Linked DNA regions of Gossypium hirsutum: region 2 is linked to region 1. Evidence: chromatin contacts called from public Hi-C data. All regions are on one chromosome and are shown on one strand. Each heading gives the region's core, a stretch centred on a gene start, on an enhancer-like site or on the middle of the called end of the contact. The rest is flanking DNA. Distances are from core to core; before and after follow the strand shown. Region 1 holds the start of LOC107940020 (probable serine/threonine-protein kinase PBL3). Region 2 has its middle 11 kb from the start of LOC107893964.

Region 1 (6,780 bases), core at 3,496-5,995:
CTGACATGGCCAATTAACTTGCCACGGTGGAAACCCAATTTAAGAACCAAACAAAATAGTAAAAGAAGAAGAAGAGAAGAAATAGAGATGTCGGAACAAGAAAAACCATTAGAGATCCAAACTTTTCTTTCCTCACTATTTATTCATGGCAGAGGAGGACGACGGCCAGAAGTGGTCACACCACCAATTCCCATTAATTTTCTTCATTCTTTGCCGACCTATCCAATTTTATTTTATTTTTCTTCTTGTTTCTAATATTTAGTAATAAGGATAATTTTTCCTTATCGATTTGTAAATTTCGATTATGTCTTTTCTAGGGCTGGAATTTTTTGGATTTGGATTTCAGTTTGATTAGAAATCAATTTTCTAAAATAAAATTTTATGGTTAGTTGATTTCTAGGTTTCATTTATTTAAAAGATTGTTTGACCTGTAGATTTGTTAACCTTTTGGATCGAATTTGTTGGGAATTGATGTTTCGTCTGTGGATCAGCCTTAATTTTATAGATTTCCATAGCGATTTCTAAATCTAGGGTTAGGTTTTGTTGGGAATTGGGGCTTTTTTTTTTCATTTAATTGACTTTGGAAAAGTTTATTTGCATATGATATTGCAATCTTAATCCCTTTATTGTTTACTAATTAACACATAATTTCCAGAGTGGACAGAAGTTGGTGGTGGCAGAGGAGTACGATGGCCAAAAGTGGTCAGAGATTTCTTTTTTTCTATTTTTTTTCTTCTTTTTCTTCTATTGCCCACACTAGAATCACGGTTGACATCCCCATTTCTTCTTCTTCTTTTACTTATGCCCAACGAGGGTTCTTAAATGGGGCTATTTAAATAACAACAAACCCTCCAACTGGCCAATTAAATGACAATAAAGAGTCGGTTAAAGGCCAGGTCACTTTTCCGTTACGTCTGTAACGGAAAATGGTTAGTAGGACTGATTTGTTATTTTTTGAAAGTTGAGTGACTGAATTGAAAGTTGAGTGACTATTTTGACATTGAGATCAAAGTTAAGTATTGAAATCAAAGTTGAGTGACTATTGGTGTACTTTACCTTAAAGTAAATAAACCCTAAAGAAAAGTAAAGGGTTGGCTCTGCATACGCCCCCTGTACATTTCACATATGTTTAATGTAATAACAATTTAAATTAGTAAAACATAAAATAAAAAGATAAGTCTTAATAGAAATAATAAAATAATTTTAAAAATTTTGATTTGTGCCTCAACTCGAGTTCTCATGTCAAATTTTTCTTGCAATTTGATATCTATTTATTTTTTGACACATTGGATAATAATTGTATCTATATAAAAAAAATGGTCAATTAAGTATCAAATTAGATAAAACTCATATCTAAAGTTAATTAAAATAAATAATAAAAATAAAGGTATTAACACTATTCAATATAAAAATAAATTAATGTTTTTTTTAAATTTGTAAAATTGTTTAAAAATTAAAGTTTTATATGTACATTTAAATCACAATTAAAATTTTGTATACATAATTGCATAATATTAAAATTTATGTATCAAATTAGACATTAAATAAAAATTGATATGTAATATGAAATTTATAACTATCTAAAAAGATGGAAATTAATATATATTTTTTAATAAATAGAAAGGTTAAAGGTTTTGATGGATCCAACTAAACTTGATATCAACCAGAAATTCAAATCAATGGAACTGCTTTGTGGTTAGCCGTGGATTTGGTTGACAAAGGAATTAATAAAACTAAGATAACTATAAAAAATATAAAAATATATATATATAGTACTAGATTTGAATTAATATATATATAAATAAATCCATGTGGAACATTATTCAAACTTAGATATTTATTTAATGGAAAGGGTGATTTGGAAGTAAAGCAAAATTTAGTGGCAATGTACAACGTGCAAATCTGATTTTAGGTAGTGTTGAAAAAATTATTTAATAATTAAATTTAGATATAATTGTTTATAATTATATAAGGAGAGTATGATTGGGTAATTATTGTAATCGATGAGTCTTATCGAATTGGTTGAAATTGAAGCATCTTGATTATACTTTTTAATTCTTAGGAGGAGGATGAGAATTGGAATATTTATACGAGTAATTACACTCAAATTTAATTTTAAAATTTTATTTTTATACAAGTTCTAAAAATCATATTATAAATACAAACTGTATGAGTATTTTGGATGGTTATGACCAAAATTTTCTTCTATTACAATTTACAAATCCTAAAAATTATATTATAAAAATAATATGTATTTTATAAAATTATAACAAAAAAATTATTATAAAAAAATTTATATGTTATAAAAGTGTTATAATATATTTATTTATGGAAAAGTTATGAGTAAGAAGTATGGACATAATTTATTTATATGTCCATGCTATATATTATAAAAATAATAAATTTTTTTATTATAACTTATTTATAAAAATAAGTTTCTAAAGTTATGACAAAAGCTTATATTTTTTATAAGAAATGTTATGAAATTTTGAACAATTTGACAAAAACATTCAAGGATTTAAATTGTGGTTGAGAAGACATTTGTTGTTTTGAAAAAAATATTTCTCATATTAACAATATCACCTTAGTATAACATAAAAAAATTAGATCGTTGTATATTTCATAATTTCAATTATAGATGGAATCGAGTTAATCCATACTTTGAAGAATATATAAAAAAAAGAGATCTTAATAATCTAAACGATGTAAATTCAAATTAAAAAAAATCAACAGATGATAATAAAGAGTATATGTTAAATATAAAAGAAGGAATAACTCAAAAAATCAACTAAAACTTTGATAAATAATATTAAAGACGGACTAGTTTAGAAATAAAACATTTATTTCTCTTCCTTATTTAGTTTTGCTATTTATATTTCCAACGAAAAGAAATAAAAGTTTAACCAACATATTTACTTAGATAATAATGAATCAAAATGTCTGCTCAAGCTCCATAAATGTCCACAACAAATTTATATAAATCTTCTCTATCCATCCAAATTATTACTCAAATAAATACCCCAAAGGGTATATTATATTTTATCATTATTGTCCTATCAAATTCCAAAAATAAAAAAAATAAAAAAAAATTTATCGATGTTCATTAAAAAAGGAATATGTTGATGTTTTGGTATTTAGCTAATAAATTTTAGGGGCCTTACGAGAAATTTAAATAAAAAATATAATTTAAAAAATATCAGAATTCAAATTTCAGGACAGGTTCCATTTAAATCAATAACGATAAAACTAATATTTGTTAAAAATTGCTAAATTACGGTTTTAATCATTTTACTATGTTAAAATTTGAAATATAATTTTTAATTTTAATTTAATATGATACCCATTCCTATTTTTCTAGTGTCATTAGTAGATTAAAATTGGTAACATTAATAGATATTCAAGGGTGAAATAAGAAAAAAATTTTAGGGGTTGGAATTAAATTGTATATTTTTATGAGAGTTAGAATGCATTTTATTATTTTAATAACTTGAATATTTATAATTTTTAAAATATTAAATCAAAGTTTTATTATTTTGAGGGTCAAAGTGTAATTTTAACTTTTATTAGATTAAGATTTTGTAAAATATAAATGCCAAACGTGAAATTTTATATTTTAGGAAGGGGCCGAGTGCCTTGCTAGCTTCCCTGGCGGTTGGCACCACCCTGAAAATATTGTTATTAAAATGATAAATTCGATTACATATTCAAAGCCACTTAAAAGTTCAGCCGAACCATTTTTTTCACCTATCACCGTTCACTACTCAATGATGTTTAATAAAAAATAAGTTTACATATTAATAAAATACATTCGTTTTTTTAAAGGACTTAAGTTTTGGTCACTCAACTTTAAAAAGTTACAATATGATCATTAAACTATTTGAAAGTTTTGACAATCAATACGATTAATTAGTACTCACCAACAAGTAGAAGAACATAACTTATATCTAAGTCAATTTGACAATTAGTGTCAGAGATTGAAAGAAAGCTGTTTGGGTTTTCATGTGCAAATTCATGATGTTCAATGTTATTTCATGAGAAAAAATAAAAACTGTAGATGAGAATGAGAATGAGAGCTTTCGACTGGTACAAGCAGTGTGGATAGAGAAGGCCAAACATAAACAATTTTAACAACTCAGTGACTTATATGAAATATTTTTGAAATTAAGTGACTAAAATATAAACTTACTAATAATTTAAAGAAAAGTTTAAATTGAAAAATTACGTGGAGCTAACACTTTACCCTAATTAATAATATTATAAAATAGAAAATCAAATCATACTAAATTAATATAAATAAATTAAATATCAAAATTTAACCAAATAAAAAAAGGGTAAATTATGATAGAGGTCACTTAACTATAGTTTTTTTGTCATCCGACTATAAAAAGTTATAAAATAATCACCTAATTATTAGTAAATTTCTTTTTTCACACCTAACTATTCAATTTATCTTTTTTGATCATCAATTGGTTAATGTAAAAATGGAAATACTAAAAAATTCAAGATAGTTGAGTGACTTGAAAGAAATTTATTAATAGTTGAATGGCTACTTTATAACTTTTCATAACAGAGTAAACAAAAAAGAGAAAAACCATTGTTGAGTGACTTCTAATGTAGCTAACCCAAAACAAGGACTAAAACCATAATTATACCTAAAATCCGATCGATTGGGATAATTCAGGAAATTAAATACATAATTAAAAGAAAAAGAGACATCATTTGAGGTTGTGTGGACTTGTACATCAAAGAAAGGAGAATTCAGTCATTACACAAAAAAGAATGGATTCTCTGGCCATTGAAGGACTTGTACATATATAAAAGAAAGGGTCGCCATTGAAGAAGAGCATACATGCTTGCCACCAATACCAAGCCTTTGTATGATGCACGCGTCATAGGTAAGGCCAAGTCCCCCCCCCTCCCACAACAAGTCCCTCTCACGCGGTTGTTGGGATTCCTCTCTCTATCGACACAAATAAAAAACACCCAAAGCTTCCACTTTCTTTCTCTGCTTTCCTTTGTCTCTGTTTTCTTTCATTTTCTTCTTGTTTTTATTTTCCCATTTAGAGCTTCACATTATCTAAACTTTGCAGTTTGACTGATCCACCAAACAACCCAAAGTTAAGGAGAGCTGTTTTTTTTCAGCTTCCTGTCTTCTTTTAGGACTTCAGAAATGACTATGACTTGTTGAATTGTTAGTCCTATAAAACAAAAAGGAATATTTTTGCTTACTTGAGTGAAGAAGCATTAGTTTATCTCTGATGGGAAACTGTTTATTTTCTTCTACTAGAGTGGATTCCAGCCAAAGCCCCCATGCAACTTCAGGTAACCATTTATTTCCTGTAAAAGGGTATTTGTTGTTTTGGTGGGTTATTGTTTTCTGAAGATTATTTTTGTCTTTTTAGCTCTAAAGGCTTAACTTTTTATGTTGGTTTTGACTTTCTTTTTTTGGGTATATTCCTTTAGTGTTAATTTGTTTTTGTCCTTGTGAAAGCTTATCGCTAATGATTACATTCATTTTATCATTTCTGTTATTGTTGTCCATGGGTTTTTAGTTCTGTTTCAAGGAATAGAGAGCTGCTCAAAGCTAGATTCTTGAGACTGTTCTTCAATTTCTTGAGTTGAGTGTGAGGATTTGTGTCGGTGAATAGATGTAGTTCACTTGAAAATGGTGCTCTTTCTTTTTTCATTTTCACTGAAGTTTAATGAGTTTCGACGTGCAAACTAAAAGGAAGTGTAAGATTGACTTGCTAAGTTTTTGTTTGTAATGTTTAGAGTAGTCATGTGGACATGAATATGCAGGGTTCTAGTGGGTAGAAAATACACTGCAAATTTATGTTTTAAAGGAAATGCAAAAAGAACAGTAGGTGCTTGCTTGGAGTGCTATGAGCTATGCAGTCTGTGGTTTTTTTACCTTAACCATTGTTACAGGATTTTAAAATACGGATGTATGTGTCAAACCTTGTTTGGTTAACTAGGTCAATTGTGACTTCACCATCACCATGTATTGAGGATATCATCTACCATAAACTAGATGTAAAAGAAGTTTGCTTCTAAAATGCATGCTCCATAAATGGAAATATGTGTGTTTTTGTGACGCTAGATAAGTTTAGTTTTGAGTTTGTTTTGCATTTGATATATGATGTTCTCTATTTGAAAACGGGAGCTGAGGAACTTGTTTTTCTCTTTCCAGCTTCAGGAGGCTCAAGAGTTTCCAGCAAAACCAGTCGGTCTTCAGCTCCTTCGAGCTTAACCATCCCATCTTTCAGTGATACGAGTAGTATGGGATGTCTTCCAACACCAAGGACTGAAGGAGAAATATTGTCATCCCCCAATTTGAAGCCGTTCTCATTCAGCGAGTTGAAGAATGCCACCAGAAACTTTCGTCCTGACAGTCTTCTAGGTGAAGGTGGTTTTGGTTATGTTTTTAAAGGATGGATTGATGAAAACACATTAGCTGCTACAAAGCCTGGATCAGGAATGGTTGTTGCTGTCAAGAAGCTTAAACCTGAAGGTTTTCAAGGCCACAAAGAGTGGTTGGTGAGTTTCATTTCTGTAATATTTTTTTTACTCTATCCCTTCTACTTTACTTCTGTCTGCGCACATGCCCTGTTTGCTGATAGTCAGTTGATTTCAGACTGAAGTTGATTATCTCGGCCAACTTCATCATCCAAATCTGGTTAAGTTGATTGGATATTGCTCTGAGGGAGAGAACCGACTTTTGGTCTATGAGTTCATGCCTAAAGGAAGCTTAGAGAATCATCTGTTTAGAAGTAAGTATCA
Region 2 (6,774 bases), core at 1,468-3,967, 86 kb before region 1:
ATAGAAAATGGGGTAGTAAAAGTGTTCAACTTTTTTCATGCCAAAACAAATTAACCTCAGATTTGGATTAATTAAAAAGAACGTAAAACCAAACTTATCAAACAAATTAAAAACTTGTGAAAAAGTACTTTACCACTCAAAACTATATATTAAAGCATCAAAGCTTTTATGTTTTTGTACCATTGTTTAATATGCTTAGATGTACTACTTATATCAGGAACATCATTTACTTGATAATTTGGACATGTAAGCTCAGTTAAAGTAAATTAAAACATTCAAGGGTAAATCAAATCAAACAAAAAGTATATATTCAAATTTTCATATTATGAAAGGAATACATTAGGGTGTTCAAATAGCCAATTTGGTACATAGACATAACTTTTATTAAATCATTTTTTTCTCGAGCCGTACGAGGAGAAAATTTCTTATACGTTTCTAGGAGGTATTATTTAACTACATCTATTCCAATAAGCCGTTTATTAATTGAATAAAATTCGAAATGTAAAAATTTTTAACCGTTAATCGAATCAAAATTTTTTTCAAATACATTAATTGAATCAAAATATTTCAGTTAATTTGATCGGTTAACTAAAATTTATATGTTTTTATCTTTTGGTTAAAATAAGTATAAAATATATAAAAAAAATTACATTGCTAACGTTCATTTTCTTTTTTTTAATAGTTCAAAAAAATATATTATATATAATATATAACTTATTTTGATTAATATAAAAATAATATTTCAAAAAATACATTGCTAATATAAAAAATATTATATATAATATATATTATTTATTTCGATTAATCTAGTAAATTACCCGATAACCGAAATTTCAAAATTTCATTAACTGACCTCCGACAGAACTAAATTCAGCCATCGAATGATTAATCGAATTAGATCGGTTCGATAGGTTAATTCGGTTTTAACTGAACTATGAACACCCTGGAATACATAGAGTTGAACATAGTGAAATAATAAATTGAAATATTTCGGTGAAATTGTTCGTCTGGAAATTTCCTAAATAGGTAATCATTGGTTCGTCTCTCCATTGGAATAATAGGGCTTTTATGCTCATTACTAAACTTGTTGAAGGGATGAAATATAACCAAAGAATATTTTTTTTAATAAGAGGTTGAATCAATCATTAAAAAAAGAATTCAACCAAAAATTAAAATACATTATCAGAAAATAAAACTTGGAAAGTTATCACTTTTCTGAAAATTTAATTGGTGAAACAACAATTATCGCGTCTAGTATACTAAAAAGTATTACTTTCCCTCATACCATGGAATGAGATTCTTTTCGATAGTAGTAGGAAATTAATTTTCTCAATTTTCATGTAATTAGAAAATCATAATTTATTTTGAGATAAAAAAATTTTTCTTATTTATTTCATTATGTTTAAAGAATACTTTTAACCACAAAGTCACAAAATTATTTAATTTTAAATGCTATCAATTTAAATTATTTTTAAAAATTTTAATTATATATTAATTTTGAGATAAATGAATATCATTACAAATGTTAAAATTAATAAAAAATGGCATTTTATTTATGGGTAATTTTGAAATTTATTATCACATTCCTAGTAAAATGTTTAGTCAACAAAACACATCAATATAACTTTACCGAAATTTAAATTTGTAACCTTTTACATTTCCGGTAATCAAATTCCCCAAAAAATTGCATTCCACATTGTAATATTACAAATGAATGTTTGAGGGTAAAATTAATGATCCAAAACCAGTAAGGAGTAATTTAGTTGGTTTAATTGAAGAAAGGACTTTTGTTTTGGGATCATCTAAACATAAATTACACCAAACGTCCTAAATTACTGTTTAGATAGATGACTTAAAGCACATCGATTAAATACTTATAAAACACGCGCGTATTCACAAAATAAACAACTTTCATCTAACATGTTAAAAATTTTTAACAATCTCAAAAAAATTTAGAAGGATTATTTCATTTTTTTTAATAAGTCAAGATACACGTATTTACAATTAGATTCATGTGTTTTAAATATGTTTCAAGTCAAATTTGAGTTGGTATGGCTAAACTAACTAAATGACCTAATTGATATGATATTGATATTTCAATATTTTGATTAAAATGTTTGTAAAATTCATGGCCAATTTGTAATACGAACAATAGTCTGAGAATGTTGACGCAATTAAGCCTTAATGTATGTTTAAAATCATTTTGTAGGAGAAATTAGGCTCATTTATCATTTTATCAAACATATACAAAAATATATGGCAAATGACGAAGAGCCCACCGCAGCATTAAGCTTACTAAGCTTAATAAGAGGCTAAAGCAAAGAAAAAAAAAGGAAACATGTTATGATAAGCTTATTGAATATTTAGCAGGTAATCATTCATATATTTCTTTTATGTCGAGGTATGGTAGCTTATAAAATTCCCATTTATTTTTTTTATTTTTTTGAGTTAAAAAAGTAATAAATATTGAATGAATATTTTATACTTAAAAAAATTAAATTTAAAGAAAATATTATTACGAAGAGAAACTACCAACCTTACAATATTTAATTTTCATGAATCAGAAGATAAATATAAAAATAATATCTTAAATTGTGTTAAAAAAAAGGCATAAAAGTAGATGTGGCACATGTGATGGCAGCAATTGATTGGGTGATGGGAGTTGGCATGATGTGGAGTTTCATCAAAAGAATATGAAAAGGAAGTAAGACCCACAGCGGCCATTGGGCAGTGGCTCCTCTTCTCATCGCATATCAATCTCTTTGGGAACTTGGGCCTATCCCATTCTCTCCCACCATTAAAACGCCATTGATCTTTTGTATTTTTGTTTGGATTTTCATTCATGGATTAGTGGAATTTATCATTGCGTCTTGAGCTCTTTATGTATCCCTTTTGCCTACAAAATAGCAGTGCATGCATTTAGAGATCTACCATTGCCCCTTTCAATATTGCATATTGTCCTTTACTCCATCTTCGCCTATATTAACTTATTAACGACTAATGCTATAGTAACTATCATTTTCCCTCTAACTAATATTTATTTTTACTTATAATTAAAATTTCATAATATTTTATTCATAAAAATAATAAAATCAAAGCTAAATTATAGTTTTAGTCTCTCTATTGTGCTCAAACTTGAGATTTAATTCTCACTTTAAATTAACATACTTTAGTCACTTTTACTCTCTCTCTTTTTTTTTGTAGAAAAAAAAAACTAGAACCAATTACAAAATTATTCCAGTGCCATTACATATAAGCCGAACATCCAATTGTAATTGCTCCACGACCACTACCGAAGTCTCCTAGAATGCTATCGGTCCATAAGGGAAAGCTCCTCGTCCCAGCTAGTGTATGCACGGCAACATTGGCTTTTTTAGGAGTCTGTTGCATGACCACCCACCATTGTCTTCTACATAGCTCCTAGATTCTCAAGACCAGATCATTGTTCAAATGCCCATAAGACTTATCTAAAATGGCTTCCAAAGCTTCAGTGCAATCCGTTTTGATAATAATATTAGCCCAATTAGCATCTCTTGCCAGAAGGAGTCCATCCTAAATCGCCCAAAGCTTAGTCTGCTCTACGCTACATCTGCCAATGTTTCTCCCAACTCCCCCACGCCATGTACCAAGGTCATCTCTTGCCACAGTTGTCGCCAAAGCTAACCCTGAGTTAGGATCCCCTACCCCATCCGTGTTCAACTTAATGAAACCCGAAGGTGGAGATTTCCACACTCAACATCGTCTCTTGCTCATGGTGTTATTTGCAGAAATTCCAGGCTTATGTTTGATGGAACTCACCTAACACCACGAGAATTGGAGTATGTGAGATATATTTAAAGCTTCCCCTTGAAACACCCACAAATTCCAACAAATAATGCCGAATAAAGATTGCTAATCAACTTCCGTGACAATTAAATCAAACTCATTCTTCAAATTCATCCAAAGCCACTCCATCAACGAAGCAGAAAAATAATTGCAGCAAAACCCTCGAAGGGATGACCTGCTTCCACACTTCACATGAATTACCACAATCTACCTTTATAATGTCACCAATTAGTCCAAATAGCTAACATTGTTAATATTCCGGTTAAAACACTGAAATAGTTTTTTGTTAAAAACATTTATTCTAGCTCATCATGATTTTTGTTTTTGTTTTAAGGAAAAATATACAACAATATTTTAAAAAGGAAATTTAATATTATCCATTTGGATTAACTAAAAACACTATAAAAATAGAAAGATTTAATTATGCCAAATTTAAATACAAAAATTAAATCTTATTGCATAATTTAATCTAAAATTAAGAAAAAGAATAAACATTGTATTATTATTAGAAAATTGGAAGAGTCAAATTATAGGTGCAAAGTTGTTACATTCCTAGCCATAGGCATTGGGCATGGAGAATTTTTATCAATAAGCATTGTTGTTAGGGACCTATTGCCTTTAGCTATACCAATATTTTTTAAAAAAAAATTACAAAAATTTCATAAAGGATAATCCACGTGTTGTTACGGAATGACTCACTTAAAACTTCATTTTTTTTTAAATTTCAATTTTATCATTAAATTAAAATCTCATACAAGAATACCCTCGAGACTACTAATAATTCTCAACAACACAATCGAGTCAAGGGCGTAGCCAAGGGGGCTGGCATGAGCCCCGGCCCCCCTAAAATGAAAAATTTCATTTTAGGTTCTTGAAATTTTTTAAAAATTTTAAATTAGTAAAGGTAAAATTACACTTTGGCCCCCCTAAAATTATAAAAATTTAATTTAATCATTTACAAATTACAAAAATATAAACTATAAAAAATTAAAATTTCATCCGGTCCCCCCTAAAAAAATTTTCTGGCTTCGCCCCTGAATCGAGTTGTATTAGTATTGAATTAATCATGATGTTGATAACAAAGTTAATTCGTAGCATGAAATTGGTGGGGAATTGCAAACATTAATTGAGGTTGGCCTTGGCCCTCTCCTTCTCAAATCCCATCCCCCATGCACCATCATCGCAGTCCCTCTCCTTTGCTGCCTTTGAAATCCATTCATGAATATAAAAGTAAAAACTGGATGGCTGCTAAGAGCTAAAACAATGGTGGTATATTGAATTCCACTTCATATATTTTCATCAAAAACATTTGTTTTATCTAAGTAGAGTGAATCATATATCACTCATAATAAATAAAATTATTACATCAAATATAATTTTATTAAGAATCAATGGCTGATAGATTTTTTTTATTTCAATAATCATATCATTAGAAACATAATAGAATAAAATAAAGAGAAAAATAGAAATCCAATGCAAGACGTTTCTCCTACAGCAGTGGCCTACAATAGAAAATCAAATATAGCTAACTAGAAAGATCTAATATAAGTTTGAAGTAAAACTAAAAACGTAATGGACTTTTTAAACACGTTTTCTGGGACCCTGGGAGTAAGAAAACTCTGCATTGTTCTAAAATTATGTCAAAGATTGCGATAATGTGCTTTTCAATATTTACAATTACCTTCACAAAACAAGAGATAAAAGCAATAATTATTCATTCCCCTTTAGTCGAGTAATTAAAAATTCGATATTCTTTTAGGTAGTAGATCTTAATGGGAATTAAGAGTTTTTGTCATCAAAATTTATAAAAATTCTCATTAAACTTTTTAAGATTTTTGAAAATTTTAAATAAGCTCTTTCAAAATTTAGTGGCAAGATTCGCTATTGATATTAGATTTGAGTCTTGTGGATGGAGAAATATCGCTTGGAGAGTTTTACTCCTTGTTTAAGAGTCCAATCCAGTGTAACGCCAAACCTAATCAATATTTGATACGACTACTAGATATTAAAAGATATAATATTAATAAAATATTATATATATATATAAAGTGAAAAATATAAATATTTATAGGTATAGGGTCGAGCCATGACAAAAATGACTAAAGGTTAATGCATGTTTCACTATCAAAATAAAAGCAGATTGAAAATAGACAAAATTTAGGCATAATAATGGGAGAGGAAAGAGGAGGGAGTTTTCTTCCTTTTGTTTTTTTCTTTTATCTTTTGGAAAACAAGGAAGAGGTATTGGGCAATGGGCAGCTGATAATGGACGGGTATATGCAATGGCTTTGTGAGAGACTTTCATTTTTTTTTCCTTTCTTTTAAAAGTGTAGCTTAGAAAGAAGACGAGGGTTATTAAGAGGCTAATAGTGAATGAAACTTTAGCATAGGGTGCCACAGCGTCGGTCTTTTTGTGGGTCGTCTTCCTCTTTAATGGCTGTTGTGCTGCATGTGGGACAATAACAGATATATCACTTTTAACCCCATCATTATATATAGAAACCACAAGAGCATGTACATATAATATGATAAGTGATGTGGCCACAAACTTAATTTGGCACGATGATATGAACAAAGCATTTAACAATGTAGTAACTTAGTTTGGTGCATCACTTACTTTTGTGGAACTTTGCCTAGAGTAGAAATGTACCACTAAACTCATAGTACCTACAATAATTTAATCTCAATCCACCTTAACCCTTAACTCTAGGATAATTGTGGCCTTACTTTAGTATAAACTAATCACTCAAAGATAAACAAATAATAAAATACTCACATTAAAAGTTGTTTGCTATGAATTTATAAGCTCTCACTAAGTACCTTCATTTCGACAAAATAATGGGAGAGTTTATCCAACCAAAACCAATAAAAAAATAACCGTACAAGACCCAAAAACATACATATAATAATGGGAGAGCCAAGACAAAAATGACTAAAGATTAATACATG

The links. Hi-C and Micro-C count contacts between places; a contact is called where the count stands out from the background.
Region 2: a contact with region 1 is called in a Hi-C map of leaf, with 3 times the contacts expected there. The contact joins the enhancer-like site here to the promoter of LOC107940020 in region 1. A contact is called at or near these places in 11 of 34 Hi-C or Micro-C datasets (callus, hypocotyl, leaf and 1 more).

The regions. Positions count from the first base shown.
Region 1 is chrA13:18,728,007-18,734,786 of Gossypium_hirsutum_v2.1, reverse strand. It overlaps LOC107940020 (probable serine/threonine-protein kinase PBL3), which reads left to right and starts at 4,745. Exons shown (of 6, transcript XM_016873427.2): 1 at 4,745-5,322; 2 at 6,191-6,537; 3 at 6,635-6,770. The coding sequence starts at 5,259.
Region 2 is chrA13:18,812,169-18,818,942 of Gossypium_hirsutum_v2.1, reverse strand. No RefSeq gene overlaps it. Among protein-coding and RNA genes, the nearest start is that of LOC107893964, 11 kb to the left of the region's middle. Within about 2 kb of position 2,717, at least 3 of the 9 cell types and tissues checked have an H3K27ac peak or open chromatin away from gene starts, as enhancers often do. A contact at or near this core is called in hypocotyl and leaf, where this site is marked.